Linked DNA regions of Mus musculus: region 2 is linked to region 1. A link is a contact called in public Hi-C data. All regions are on one chromosome and are shown on one strand. Each heading gives the region's core, a stretch centred on a gene start, on an enhancer-like site or on the middle of the called end of the contact. The rest is flanking DNA. Distances are from core to core; before and after follow the strand shown. Region 1 has its middle 11 kb from the start of 6820426E19Rik. Region 2 has its middle 90 kb from the start of Gm9946.

What was found. A called contact is a pair of places that touch in the nucleus more often than the background predicts.
Region 2: a contact with region 1 is called in a Hi-C map of the C2C12 cell line, with 2.5 times the contacts expected there. The contact joins two enhancer-like sites. A contact is called at or near these places in 3 of 484 Hi-C or Micro-C datasets (the C2C12 cell line, cortical neurons and nephron progenitors) and 1 of 115 datasets of contacts at active chromatin or transcription factors (vascular smooth muscle cells).

The regions. Positions count from the first base shown.
Region 1 is chr6:117,502,241-117,509,449 of GRCm38.p6, forward strand. No RefSeq gene overlaps it. Among named protein-coding and RNA genes, the nearest start is that of 6820426E19Rik, 11 kb to the left of the region's middle. Within about 2 kb of position 3,106, at least 19 of the 459 cell types and tissues checked have an H3K27ac peak or open chromatin away from gene starts, as enhancers often do. A contact at or near this core is called in the C2C12 cell line, where this site is marked.
Region 2 is chr6:117,646,359-117,653,567 of GRCm38.p6, forward strand. No RefSeq gene overlaps it. Among named protein-coding and RNA genes, the nearest start is that of Gm9946, 90 kb to the left of the region's middle. Within about 2 kb of position 4,388, at least 9 of the 459 cell types and tissues checked have an H3K27ac peak or open chromatin away from gene starts, as enhancers often do. A contact at or near this core is called in the C2C12 cell line, where this site is marked.

The DNA.
Region 1 (7,209 bases), core at 1,856-4,355:
TGGACATACAGACATTCCCAGAAGATCACATTCAACTTTGGCCAAGTATACAGTCTTCTCCATAGCCTACAGAAAATTCTCTAAGATCATATTCTCAGCCACAAGAAAGACATGGCCAAACAGAAGAATGAAAATAATTTCGTGTATTTTATCTGATCATAGTAGGAAAAAAAAACCTAGAATTGAATAACAAGAGAAACCACAAAATGATAAAAATACTTGGAACCCAAGAAATACTCCTGAATGGCCAGCGGTTACTGGAGACAAAGGGGAGTAAATCCTGAAGTCTGTAGAGCCAAGCAGAGCAGTAGAGTGCAGAGCTGTGCTCACAGCAGATGGGGAGTAAAACGTCAAGATCAGGAAGAGTTATGCTGGCCTGAGCTGCAGGGTGAGTGTGAGAATAGCTGGGGTTACACGAGATTGTATTTAGAAGCAAAATAAACCAAAACAAAGAATAAATTCTTATAATCAAGTGAAAGCAAAAGCACAACGTATCAGAACTTTGGGGGAACAGCTAAGGAGTTCTAAGAGACTGTGGCTATACATGGTTAGATTTAAATTTAAAAGGGTCCCACATAAATAACTATGCATCTCAAGGTATTAGAAAAAGAATAAGCCACACCCAAAAGCACAAGGCAAAGAAATAATAATGATAAGAGGGAAAAATAAAACAAAACATTGAAGAAAAAAAAAAACCTAGGAAACTCCTAGCAAAACTACCTAAGAGAAAAGGGAAGCCACGTTTGGTGAGAGCAGCCTTCTCCACAGCATCGGGGGAAATCCAGAAATACAAAGGAAGCGCAGAAAACCTCAAATAGTCAGGCAACGCTTATCAGAAAGATGCCAAATTATACTACAGACACACAGTGATAAAATCATCACGGGACTTGCACGAATCCAGATGGGTAGACCCAAGGCACAGAGTAGCCAGCAATAAATACACACAATGAAAGCCACCGAATGTTCAACAAAAGTTTCGAGACTACACTTTGGAGGAAAGATGACCTCTTTGGTAAATGGTTCTTAGAAAGTCGTATTTCTGCCCAGGTAGAGGTGGCATGTGCCTTTAATTCTGGTACTCAGGAGGCAGAGGCAGGGGTATCTTTGTGAGTTTGAGGCCAGTCTGATCTACAGAACAAGTTCCAAGACAGCCAGAGCTCTTATACAAAAACAGCAACAACAACAAAGTCTCAAACAAACAAATACCAACAACAAAAGAAAAGTGCATTCCATGTTCAGAAAAATAAGTTAGATCTATATCTCACACCTTACTCAAGAACCAACCTAAACTGATCAGACTTTCATGTAAGAAACTTGTAAAAGAAAACACAAAGAAATCACTTTAGTACACAGGCATAACCAAGGGCTTTCTGCAAAGAGCTGGAGAAACCGTTCCCCGGGTTGGTAAAAGGGCTTACATGGAGTTTTAAAAGCTGCATGGTGAAGGAAACAATTGCAAGAAAGACAAAGATACAATAATATCACAAATATATACATAGATGCAAATATTAATACTAAATCCCCAACTCAGTCAAAAATTGGGGCAATACAATCCCTAGATAGTTCTCAAACGAAGAAATGCAATGGCCTATAAGTACTTAAAAAGTGCTGGGCATCCTCCACCATCAGGGAAACACAGTTTAAAACTGCTTTGATATTCCATCTCTCCCAAATCAGAATGTCCAACCTCAGGAAAACAAAGGGAAGAAGCGCTGGAGAGGAAACGGGGAGGCAGGAGCTTATTCACCTCGTGAGATTATAAACTGATGAAGCTGCCATGGGGGATGAGTATGGAGGTTCATCCCCTCCCAACCCCCAAAAAGGAAAAATAAAATGACCTTATGCCACAGCTCTCCCACCCCTGGGATTTTATCAGCAGGTCGCGGGAGACAATCACCGCCCATCCGTTTTGTTGCCTCACTATTGACAGGAGCCAATATGTGGGAGCTGCTAAATGCCCACCAACTGGTAGGTGCACAAGAAAATGTGGCAGTTCCATTCAGCGATAAAAGGAATGGAGTTATGCAATTTACAGGAGCATGGTTAGAACTAGAGACCATCATGGAAGCAGACTCCAGACTCAGGAAGGTAAATGCCTCATGCTTTCTCTCATAGGCAGAATGTAAGTTTAAATATATTTATAAACATGCATGGGGCGTGAAGCTAAAGGGGCGGGGACTATGATGGAGGCGGAAGAACTTTAAAAGGCGGGGGAAGAGGTTTGAGGTTAATAAGGAAATGAGATAGTTCTATTTTTCTCTCATGCAGAATCTAGATTTAATTACGCTCACAGAGACACAGACACACATATACAACATCACACACATCCGTGTACATGTGTGCACTCACACACACACACACACACACACACACACACACACACACACACCATGAAAGCATGGGGAAACTATTTGGGAGGAGAAAGAAGACCATGGAGCTGTGGAGAGGAGGGAGAGGAAGCAGGAGCAGTGAGTGAATGCAGGGTACAGGATATATGTATGGAAATGTCATAATGAAACCCAATATTCCATACACTAAGGAAAACTTTTTAAAAACAAAACCTTTAACTTACAGAAAAAAGAAAAACGATGAGGAAACAGTCCAACTTACACTGGTTGAACGTCGGTTACTAGACTTGGAGCCAGGAGACAGAGATGAATCAACCAGACAAGGCCACACATTCCTGAACACGTGGCCTTATTAGCCTTCCCTTGCTCAGAGCAGAGTAAGGGAACTGCAATGCATCCGCCATGCACCATGTGCTTCTGACGCAGACCCTTCCTGTTCTGCCTTACATATGTCTTCTATTGGATTCGCACCACCCACCGAGAGGATCTGTAGATGCTCGGACTCTGTGGTCCTTAGCAAGAGTGAGGTAGCATGATGGGAACCCCAGGTGCTCACTGTCCCCGTCCCAGCTCAAACCACAGCCGGAGTGTGAGCTGCATCATTGCGGTCGCTCTCTTGCAACGACCTAAACAAAACCAAAGGAGGCTGGAGATGCTTAAGTTTCAGGGTCCCTGTTAGACCATGCAAGGGAAGCAGCACGCAGCAGCCACAGCCTGGTTATCTCTGAGAAGCTCATTGGAAGTCATCAGCCCTAGTTCTAAGCAGGGTGCATACCTGGATGGAACTGTGTGACTACACTGTCTAATCAGCTCTTCTGCTCAAGTATGCTCTGACCTGCAGGTATAGATTCATGGGGACATCTTGTAGGGCACAGAATGTGTCTGATGTGACTGATGGCTTGGGACACTCGAGACTGTCCCTGTATTGTTTATGCTAAAAGAACTTGTATTTTCATTTCATAGCACAGAGCTGACCTTTGACACGTTGAGTCACTGGTGAGCTTCCTGAATTAGCCCCCAGAGGCCTGTTGCTCCAGAAATTTGCCATTTGTCTTCTTTCAGATGACAATGTGGCTTTCTTACCCTGTAAATCTTCAGCACATAAATACCTTTCCACCCCCACTGCAACCTTATCCACAAATGATCCACCACGAGATTCCTCTCAGAAAGGCCCTGTAGTGACAGAGCCCTGGTTCAGCCCTGGTGGCTTTGCTGTTAATGAAAGTCCCTTGGGGCCAATCTTCCCTGAATGAACAAGTCGACTGTATGGAATGATATTCCAACTTTACATGCCAGCTCATTATGGGGTTGTCTCTCACCATACAGCCTTTAGCATCTGTAAGACAAGCACATTAGTATCAGGCTACAGGGGCTAGCCCCAGGTCATACACTCAGAGATGCAAGTCTCATCATTGCTTTAAAGGAACTAATATTTTCTAGCCCTGGCCATGAAAGCTCAGGACGCATGGCCAACCTTACTGATTCCAGATCAAGAGGCTGAGCTGATTCATCTTCAGCATCAGCCTCATTGAACCTAGAATGGCCATGAAAATACACCTCTGGGTGTGCCTAAGAGTGATTCCAGAAAGGTTGGAGCAAAGAGGAAAGAAACATCCTGAGTGTGGGCATCTCCATACTGTGGTCAGAGCCTCGGACTGAACAAAGAGGAGAGAGAGCGATCTGAGCACCAGCATCCTGTGCTCTCTGGCTTCTCACTGCAGATCCGATGTAACCTGGGCTTCTGCTGCTGTAACAGCCCCCTAAGTCCTCTTGTGTTTCTGCCTCCATGACTACGCCCATGATGTACTACTGTACTTCAGACAGAGCCAAGATAAATCCTCCTTCTCTAAGAAGGTATTTTGTCAAAGCGGTAAGAAAAGTAGCTAATACAGAGTCAGTTCCTTTCCAACCCCAACAATAAGGAGTCATTTTTAAATGGCTCTCGGGTTCAAGTTAGTGATAAATATGACAGAAACATTAAAAATCCCAAGTACAGTAACACCGGCTTTAAACGAAGCAGCCATGTGGAACTTCTTAGGACTCTCGGTTTCCTTGGTGTTAGAGGTGCAGAATAGTCACGTATTTTACTCTAGCCAATAAATTCCCAATGCAGACAAACTGAGAGCAAGGACAGTTTAAATCAACTGGAATCTGCGTGGAAGCATTTGAAGTGTTTCCAGGCACTCACAGTAAGCCCGGCCACACTGGTAACCTGCCCTGTCACTGGAACAAGGGAGTCTTTAGTAGTGGTTCATGGATAGCCTTGGGGCTCAGAGCGGACAGGAGTGACTTGGACACAGGCTGTTGCCGATGGAAGGAAATGGGGAAAACTTAATGCAAGAGCTGATGTTTTAATTAATTGGGGCCTTCAGGAAGGTCATTCCAGTTGAAGAGAACAGCATTCAAATCCAGAGGGGCAGACACGTGGGTTTAGAAGTGGGTGGGAGGTCTTCGTGGGCAAAAAGAGGAGGTGGAAGAGACCACGGTGGGAGCTGGGACCAAACCATTTACTGACGATTACTTGATTTCCTTAGGATCACCTTTCAAAAAAGATCCCTTTGAGGAGTCATTAAATGAGACCTTCAGTCGGGTCTGCAATGTGATTTTTCTTCAGTACCTGTAAGTAATGATGCACACAGAATATACAGCCCAGAGAACTGAGGCAGAGGGAGTAGAGTTGGGAACTGAGACTTCTGATACCAAACTCCGCAAATGGTTCTGGGGTAAGCCACTGAGTCACGGGTATCAGGGAAGTGTGTTTTTTAATCAATGACACACCAGTCACTGAAGGGCCATATATAAAAGGAAGTCCCAGAAGCTTACAATGGAGCTGAAAAATTGCTGTCGTGTAGTGGCATTATAGCCATTATAAAGTCCTACCTCTGTGCACTATTCACAATGTGTGCTGCCGCTGGTGAGAAACAAAACAAAACAAAAGAAAACAGAACAAAACAAAACTGCTAGTATTCTGCCTCTCCTATAAGATAGTGCATACAATTCTTGGCAGTATGTAATACTTAACAGACAACAGTGTTGATAGTTTATGCACCCACTGTACTTGTATTATTATAGATAGATTTCTATTTATTAAGCTTAGTGTAAGAAAAAAAATGATCTTATGTAGCAGACCCATTGTGCTTTTTACCATGGCTCTTGATCTCATCAAAGGCCCAGTCCAGTGACTGACCTGTGCTGCTTAGGTTTTTTTGGTAACCCAGCTCTACGATATTTACATGAAATCATTTAACAACACATATTCCCATAAGAACCCTGTCATCAAGTGACACACAGGTGCTCAGAGAAACCCAAAAGAGAAAGGAGGTGGTCAAATACAGTGTGTGATTATGTTCCTAAAAGTTCAGACCTGCTGGGACCTGCCCTGGCTGAATGCCCTGGGACCAGCTCTCTGGGTGGAGAGTAACATCCTCTGAGGCAGTTGAGAGTTAGCATCTCAGAGTGGCTGGAAGCTGATGCCCTGTGTCCACAGAGAGACTGGACAGAAGCCATCCAGTGGCCCAAAGCTATATATACCTCTAGTTTCGGCTTCTGCCTTAGCTTGAGTTGTGGGCACACCATGCTGTTGTCAAGGTGCCCACTACCAACACTGCTCTACACCAGCCAATAGACACAGCCTGGGATAGTTAAGTGCCCAAATGCCTAGGACAGTGTCTGCCTTCCAATATGGTCTCCCTACAGACATAACCCATTTTGATTCTCTCCTTGCTCTGAGTTCACCAATGATTCCCTCGTCAGCCAGGTCCAAAGAACCCCCAGAACGAATGCCCAGACACCCCTGAGTGGTATGGATGCCTTCCAAAGAAACAACTGACGGCTGGCTGGAAAAGGCTGGGCACGGGAAAGTCAACAGAACTCCCCCTTGCTTCATTGTACAACTGTTCCCTGTGATTTCCACTTCAACTCCAAATGTGTGTGGGCATATATGACCATGTGTGGGGGCTGCTTTTCATTTCTTTTCAAGCACTGAACCAATGAGCTCAAAATGTGGGCTAGGATATAAAATGTAATGCTCACCTGAATACTGTGGACCTCCGTGGATCTGGACAGTTGTTAAGATACAGCTTTGCTATGGCTGACCTTGAGTTGGGTCTACCCCCATCACCTCAGCCTTATCTTCATGAATTACCTCCCCGACATTACAATGTTTCTATGCATTCTTGGCTCTGTTTGTCTCCCATAAATCAACTTCAGGCCTACTTAATTGTCCCTGGGCAATTTTAAACAAGCAACGTTTTTAATGAGGCAGAGAATGCACAGGGGCCAGAAAACAGGGTCCATGTGGGTCACTTTGTATATTTTTCAAAGCCAGACGTTCCTGAGATAAGTCACATATTAGCCAGATCTGGAGGCTTGGCCAAAAGCCTTTCCCATTGCGTGACCAGTGAGATCCCTGGCCATCAGCAAGCTGCTTTTTATCAATGGCCTTGAAGTGTGTCAGTTATTATAAACATTGATGATGAATGAGTGTTGTGGTTATGCGAGGAATCCAGTCACCTTGGCTTGGGCCACGAGCATGCCAGAGCTAAGGGTATGGATGGAAAGACGTTCTTACCACAGGAGCCCGGCCCTTGGTGTTTGAGCATCATTAATTTTTAAAGTTTTTCTTAAAATCCATGAATTTCTCCATCTGGTTTTTAGGTTAATGTGACAGCTTTAATGAAACCACCCCCAGCCCGTCCCCGTGGTAAGAACCATTCCTGTGCCTTTGCTCAAAGGGAGGCCTAGTTTTACTGACCCTGACTCTTCAGAGCCACAGGACACTTAGGAGATCTTAACCCTCAAGGACCTGTGCTGGTGAGATAACACTCAACTGGGCTGTATTTGGAGCAAAGCAATAAGAGCC
Region 2 (7,209 bases), core at 3,138-5,637, 150 kb after region 1:
CCCTCTTTCTCCTTCCTGAAGAAGTGTTTGGCCTCACTGGTGGATCTCTGCAAACACAGCACATGGTGACCTACCTGCCTGGGGAACCGGGCTCTCTGAGGCATGGCAACTTGTGCTTCTCTTAGGTCATGGAATTGTATGATTCTTTTATGACTAAAAACATGGTTTCAGAAGCCTGACACGGTGTGCTACAGATTGTTGTTTGAGTGTGGAGCTCCGAATCACAAATTTTCCATCCTGTCTCCCAGCCCAGCCCCAAATCCACACTTGCTTACATTTTAAAAGGGGGTGAAAGATCTTGGGAAGGAAGCCATAGAATGCATGAAAATCACACTGGATGGGAGAACTATCTTTATTGAATGCAGATAGGAAGGGAGGTGCTCCCCCGTGAGGAATTCCACTGCCAGCATGTGCTGTGGAGCTGCACACCAGGATCTGTCTGCTTACGCAACACGGAGCGTTCGTCTTTTCACCCCTTCCTTTAGTCAGCTCAGGTCTGGCTTTCATTATCCTCGCCATGTGTTCTATCCTTAGTGTAGCCTGCAATTGTTGACTTGTAGAGCACTGGAAAGCAACAAAGCAAGTCGAAGCCAACAGCAGCCCTGAGTTTAACTGAACTTACTCGAAGCAGGTCCTGAAAACAAAGGCTTACAACTGTGCCTTTTGCTTGAACCAATGCCCAGAGCCAAGTTCTGTGTGTCCAGGAATTCTTCAGCCTGGATGAATCCCTGTCTCAACCTCGTGAGGCCAAATGGACCCAAAGGCCAGCTCTCAACAGCTCTTCCCTTGAAGACTTGTGGTGAGCTGTCTTGCTGTAACATTCAGGAGTCTCCATCCCTGGGGAGCTTGGGAAGTCGGAACAGTTTCCATCACTTTGAGGGCAGGTCAGTCTTGGCTTTAAAATACTGTGCATGTGAGGCACAGTGTGTCAATCCACTCCTTGACATGCTCTATTCTACTGTCCACGTTAGCCACCAATGGTCTCAATTACCCAAAGATGCTGTGCTTGTCCAAAAAACATATGGATGACCCTTTAAACTGGGCACAGGTAACTGGTACCCAGTCCAGAAGAAAAGAGTGCTAAGCACCATCTTTCCTCCCTCTCTGCTTCCTGACGAACTGCCTCACACTCTTGCCACCATGACTCAGTTCCCTACAGTGAAAGACTAGCTTCAATATGGGAGTTAAAAATACCCTCCTTTTTGTTGTTTTTGGTTCCTTCAAGACAGGGTCAGTCTTACTATATAACTTTGCCTGTCCTGGAACCCACTATGTAGACCAGATTTGTCTCATACTCACATAGATCTGCCTGTCTCCGCCTCCCAAGAGGTGAGATCAAAGGCTTGCTCCAGCCACCATACAAGGCTCTGTGCTCTCTTTTCTTGAATTGTTTTTGTTAGGTGTTCTATCAAAGGAATAAGAAAAACAATAATAATGAATACAGAGACCTGAAATAAACCAACACAGCAACATCTACTTCATCTTTGGCAAAGGCATCAAAAATACACATCAGTTTAAAAAAAAAAAAAAAAGATACCTCCACAACATAGGGTGCTAGGAAGACTGGACATCTACATGTAGAAAAATGAAACCAAACCCAATAGCTCACACTGCACAAAAACGCACAAAGAATGGATCACAATCCTTCACGTAAGACCTGAAGTTACTAACACTACTGGAAGGACATAGAGCAAACACTCTATGATACCGGCCTGGGCAAGACCTTTAAAGATGCTCCCAACCACAGCAGAAGTAGCCCCAAGAATTGACCAAAGGGACTGTATGGAATTAAAAGGATCCCCCATAGCAAAGAAATCAATCAAGTAAGTAAATAGATGATCTACAGATGGGAGAAACTTTTCCCAGTCTCAGAAATTCATATACGTATTCAGCCATACCTATTCTTCTACAAGTCCTGTGTGTGAGCAAAACACAGTGTATGTGCTTGAAATTTGGAAATGAGACCCGTTAACTTGATGTGCTTTTCTGCATCCCACTGGCATTTACTAACTTCTTCATCAGTGCCTCTTTAAAGTTGGACTGCTTTCTTGGTTTTGACCGCATGGCTTCCTTCACTTCTTCATGAGCTAACATGTCCAGTGCCTCCTATTCTCTGGCTGGGTTCTAAAGGAGCACCGCACCTCTCTGCTCTGCCGACTATTCCTTTGCTGGGCAGACAGCTCTTCATCTGACCATTTGCCCATCTTTGCTTTTTGGTGCCTGAGATTTTTCCAGGAAAAAAAAATATATCTTCCAAAATTTTTCTTTCAGCTATTTTATTCCTTGAGGTCTCAAATATGGATTTTAATCTATTTTGAGTTGCTTTGGATATACATCTTAATTTGTTTTCTCATCTTAAGAACCTCTTAAAGACCTTTTATAAAATCAGAATTCTCAATTCCTTCAGCAACCAATCAAACTGGCTAATGAAATTAACTGTGTTCCTTAAGGCTAGATTTTTCTTTTTAACAAAGGATTTGTGTTTTTTCATAAACATGGGTTGATGTGGTCTTGGGGTTTTTTTCTCTCCTGTTCACTTGATTTCAGATTTGTTGCTGTAAGGTTCTTCATCATGTTTATTGTCTTGGCCATCTTCTGAATCTCAGTTTAGTTTGTTACGGTCTCCTAGTTTCTCCTGGGTTATAGCTGTGCTGTTTAAAGCCCTTTCTGTCTTACTGCATGCTGAACCTAAGGAATGATTTGTGGTTTTCTTCCCTAAACTCAAAAGCAAGACCAAATCAGGAGGGATTTTTTTTGCAGAAGCCCAACAGTAAGCATGTTCTACTCTGTGGTCCCCAGGGCTTTCAAAATGTCAGCATAGGCTGTGACTGTACCAGGAAAGCTGGGAAACTGGGTGACCGTCTGGCCTTGTCTCATTGGCACCAATGCAAAGTTAAATTTAAGTTAACTGCTATTGCAAGCTTAGTTCCACTAGCCGCTGAGCACTTTGCAAGTGAGCAACACCCACAACAGCAAACACAGGACACTTCCATCCAAGGGTCAATTGAGGAATGCTGCTGTGGGCCTTGGGCATCTTCTAGGCTCTTTCTGAAGTTCCTCTTTCCAAATCCCAGCTTTATCTGGTGCTTTCTAACGAGACCCTAAGATCTTTCTACAGCCTACTGTGAAGTCCATAAAAATCCAAAGTGTAGGTCCTGCACTTGAGGAAGGATGCTGAGTGCCAGTCCTCACCTATTCCAGGTCAAGCAGTGGATACAGCCTGCTTGCTTCTCCTGATGTGACCAGACTCACGATGTATCCTCTGAGGACATGCTCTGCTTCCGTGTGTCACTGACAATACATTTAAAATATTCTTAATGTGTTTTATACAGAATTTTGCATTTATTCATTTTTGAGTAGGTTTTAAGACAGAATCTATGTAGCTGTGCAGAATTCACTATGTATACCTGGCCTTGAACTTGGGAGTCATCCTCCAAGTGCTGGGGTTATAATGTGCACCACGGTGCATGGAAGATTCCACATATTTAGGTATTGTATCTTGGTGTAATTTATTCAGATAGTTAGTCCACCCTACTGCCAAAGATGGAGATGCCATCATTGGAATTTCCCACAAACCACCACCATCTGTCTTCCTTCCCCTCCTCCTCCCTCCTGCTTCCTATTTCTTCCTCCTTCTCTCCTTTTCCTTTCCTTATTTTATTCCCTCCCTTTTGCTTAGAAGAATGAGGAAAAATCAGCCTCACATAATTAGCTGAAAGCTCTCATTCTTAGGAGAACACAAGAAAAAAATATGACCAGTGGGTCTGGTCTATCTGCAACAATCTGATGACACGTATGAAACAGGCCCTTGATTTGTACTTGAAATACTCTTTAATAACGAGAGAATCTACTTTTGATGTGCTGATCCTTACAGGAGTCCCCTGGTCTCTCCTAGGTAAGAACTGTTGGCTGGTGTCTAGCTGGGGACAACGTAAAAGCGTGTTTTATTGCTGATGATTATGTCCTGCAGAAGAAAACTAAGGAAAAACTAAAAGACCTTAATTTGGGGTTTAAAAAAGGTACAGCTTTTCTCAGTAGGACCAAGGTTGGGCTGTGGCTGAGCTCCCAGGTTCTGGTTAAAGACCAGAGCTGGAAAGGGATGGTCAGTAGTCAGACATCTAGCAGTTCAGAGGCCCCAGGCATCCAAGCTGGGGAAAGTCTTGGGAGCTCTAGGAGGGGCAGGGGTCTGCTCTCTGTCTCTTGCGCTCTCCCTCTTGCTCTTGCTCTTGCTCGAGCTCTCACTGACTTGGGAGCATTTATTATGTGAAGACATGTGGGAAAGTCGGGCTTTTACTAAAGTCCTTGGGTTTTATGGTTTATTGTGGTGTGTATTAGTCAGAACTCTTTCTAACTCCTTTCAAGTGAGGAATTACTCAAGCAGGCTTAGCCTGGGATGAGAGGTGAGCCAGATGAGTGAGTTCTCCTTTACAGCTGCTATCATTTACTGAGTATCCGCTCGCTCTATCAGCTTCTGAACTATGTATGCTGAGCCAGATGTACTGATTCTGGCTGTTTGTTGATTTTGTTGTTGTTTGGGGTTTTTCTTTAGGCAAACAAAGAAAAAAAGAAAGAAAGAAAAGGACAAAAGAAAACAAAAGACCAAGCATGGGTCATATTTATCTCATTTTATCAAATCAACATAATTCTCTTGTGGCAAGAATATTACTGGTGAGATTGTAAAGCTGTATTATTGTGAATTTTTAGATTATTCAATCTTACTATTTTGCAGGTGTAGTTTACAAGAAAACACACCCAACCACCTTAGAGAAAGGCTCATCTGTGGCCTGGGTCCACCTCCCCTATTCCCCCGTACCCCCATACTGTTCACAACAGTAAAACAGACACACAGAACCTAAAACCCTCAAGCCTCATGGTGAGGCCCCAGAGCCACCAGATTTTTATTGGAATTACAATGAACACATCAAAGCCAAAGAGGACCAAGGAGACACATTTGATGGTACCAAATCAGTCTCTTAATTACAAGGCCATGGTGACATAAATACACTTAACAATGGTGTCAGTGACCAGTGCACCTTCATGTAGCTCAGTATGGGATCAACCCTGGTCATACAGTGATAGAGCTGAGGGCGGGAAGTCTAGACTCCTGGGTTTGAGTCCCGACTCCCAACCATGTCACTCTGGACAAAATCTTACTCTGTACCTGATTGTTCATCCAAGAAGCACGGGTGGTAGGATGAGTCACCTGGCAGGACAGCAGTAAGTGACAGTAAGTGACATAAACCCTGGGGAAGGGTCCAGTACAAAATGCCAATCCCGTCCGATCCACTTGGGAAGGCAGCATGCTGGAGCTGCCCACCATGAGCTGTGAACATCTCTCACACATCTTTAACGGAAGGGTTAAAACAAACGTATGAATTTCTCAGCAGAGTGCATCTGTTCTTCCACTGGCTGGAGCCAGCCTTTCCCCTGGTTGAAGGGAACAACAACATGACAGGAGTCTCCATACCTCCTGTGTCTCAGCCCTAACTGCACTATGAAGCCAATGCCAGAGAGCCAAGGAGGACAAAGGAGCCAGAGGTTGAAATGATGTTTCTCCCTCCTTGGCTCTCAAACTGTCCTTGTTTTGATTTATCCACAGGAAAACTGGCTGTGCCTTTGTCTTCTTTCCTCCTTGCAAAGTCAGTGAGCTCCCTGAGCAACTACACACTGCCCACAGCTATTCAAGTGCAACTGGGGAATTCCTTCTACGTTATCTAGAACCTTCATCTGCAAATAGCACTGAAAAGAATCTGATGGGTAAAGGAAACACGGGAGTGGCAGGAGGTGGCGAGTGAGTACTCTTAAAAACACCACTGCTTGCTGGCTCCCATTAGGAAACCTCTGGGAAGGGAGAGCCCAGCCTCCTCTGGGCAGGCTGGAAAGGGCTCTCTGTGATTATAGCAAGCTCCACCTAAGGGGAAATAGAGAGGTCTTGAGAGTCATCCAAACCAGCATGTGGGAAAGACTGCTAAACACCAGCCCAGCCCTTCCTTCTACCTGTTCAGGAACAGCTCTGCTTCCTCCAGTGCAGGCTTAGCCCCCTAGCCTAGAGTTTCATTTTGTTCTGTTCATTTGGCGGGTGGAGGGAGTGAAACAGAGCTTTGTGTAGCCTAGCCTACCCTCCCCAATGCTAGAATTATAGGCCTGCAAGCTAAGAATTTCTCTCTCTTTCTTTAAGATTTATTTTATTTTTGATTCTCTCTCTCTCTCTCTCTCTCTCTCTGTGTGTGTGTGTGTGTGTCTGTGTGTCTGTGTGTGTGTGTCTGTGTGTGTGTGTGTGTGTGTCTGTGTGTGATGTATGTGTGTGTATGTACGTGTAAAAGCACATAGGCCAGAAGCGGGTTCAATCCCTGGAGCTGGAGTCACGCTGTGACCTGCTGAGAACTGAACCGAGGTCCTCAGTAAACGCAGTGTGCGCTCTTAAGCACTGGTCCATCTCCACAGCCCCGTAACACTGTTTAGAAGCTGGGATAAACCACTACGACTCTGGACCCGAAGGAGGCTCCTTTGGGTTGGGGAAATAGAGTAGAGCGGGGCTAAAAAGGGTTCAACACAGAGAACCAACCTCAGAGCAGTCAAGGACAAAGAGGGACATTAAAGGACAGTTTCCACTTTCTGTTTGAAATAACTGTTAGTAGCTGACTGTGTTCGTTTGACCGCAGCTCACTCAGGGCTTGAACCACATGGGGCTTGGCCCTCGGAGTTATGAAATCACAGTGGGCCATGAGGTCCATTTCCAAACAAACTTCTTCCCATAAGCCTCCTGGATCCCGTCCCAGGCGAAGTCCAGGACACTGCTTTCGCTCTCCCCAGGCACTGCCTTGTCCTAACTTGGCAGGATGGAATAGAGTTGCCCAATAATTGAAGTCGGCATTTGGGGGCAGGAAAAGCAGCCACAGAACAATGTTCTACGGGATTGTTTTTGATAAGGGGCGAGCCAGCTGTGACAAACCCAAGCAAATTAAAATGTCTTTTTCAAAAAGGAACACAAGCAACTTCAACCTTCACAACTTGCAGTTGAGCAATACTGACCAAGTGGTGGGGTGCACCTAGCGTGCTAGAGATGCTGGGTCCCAGTACCTCAATAAATACGTGAGAAAATTAACGAAGGAACAAATAAATAAAAAGTATATAAAATTACTTCCCTGTGGGTCTCTAGATCCACAAGGGAATGTTGACTCTATTCTAAGCATGACTAAGGCAATTCAA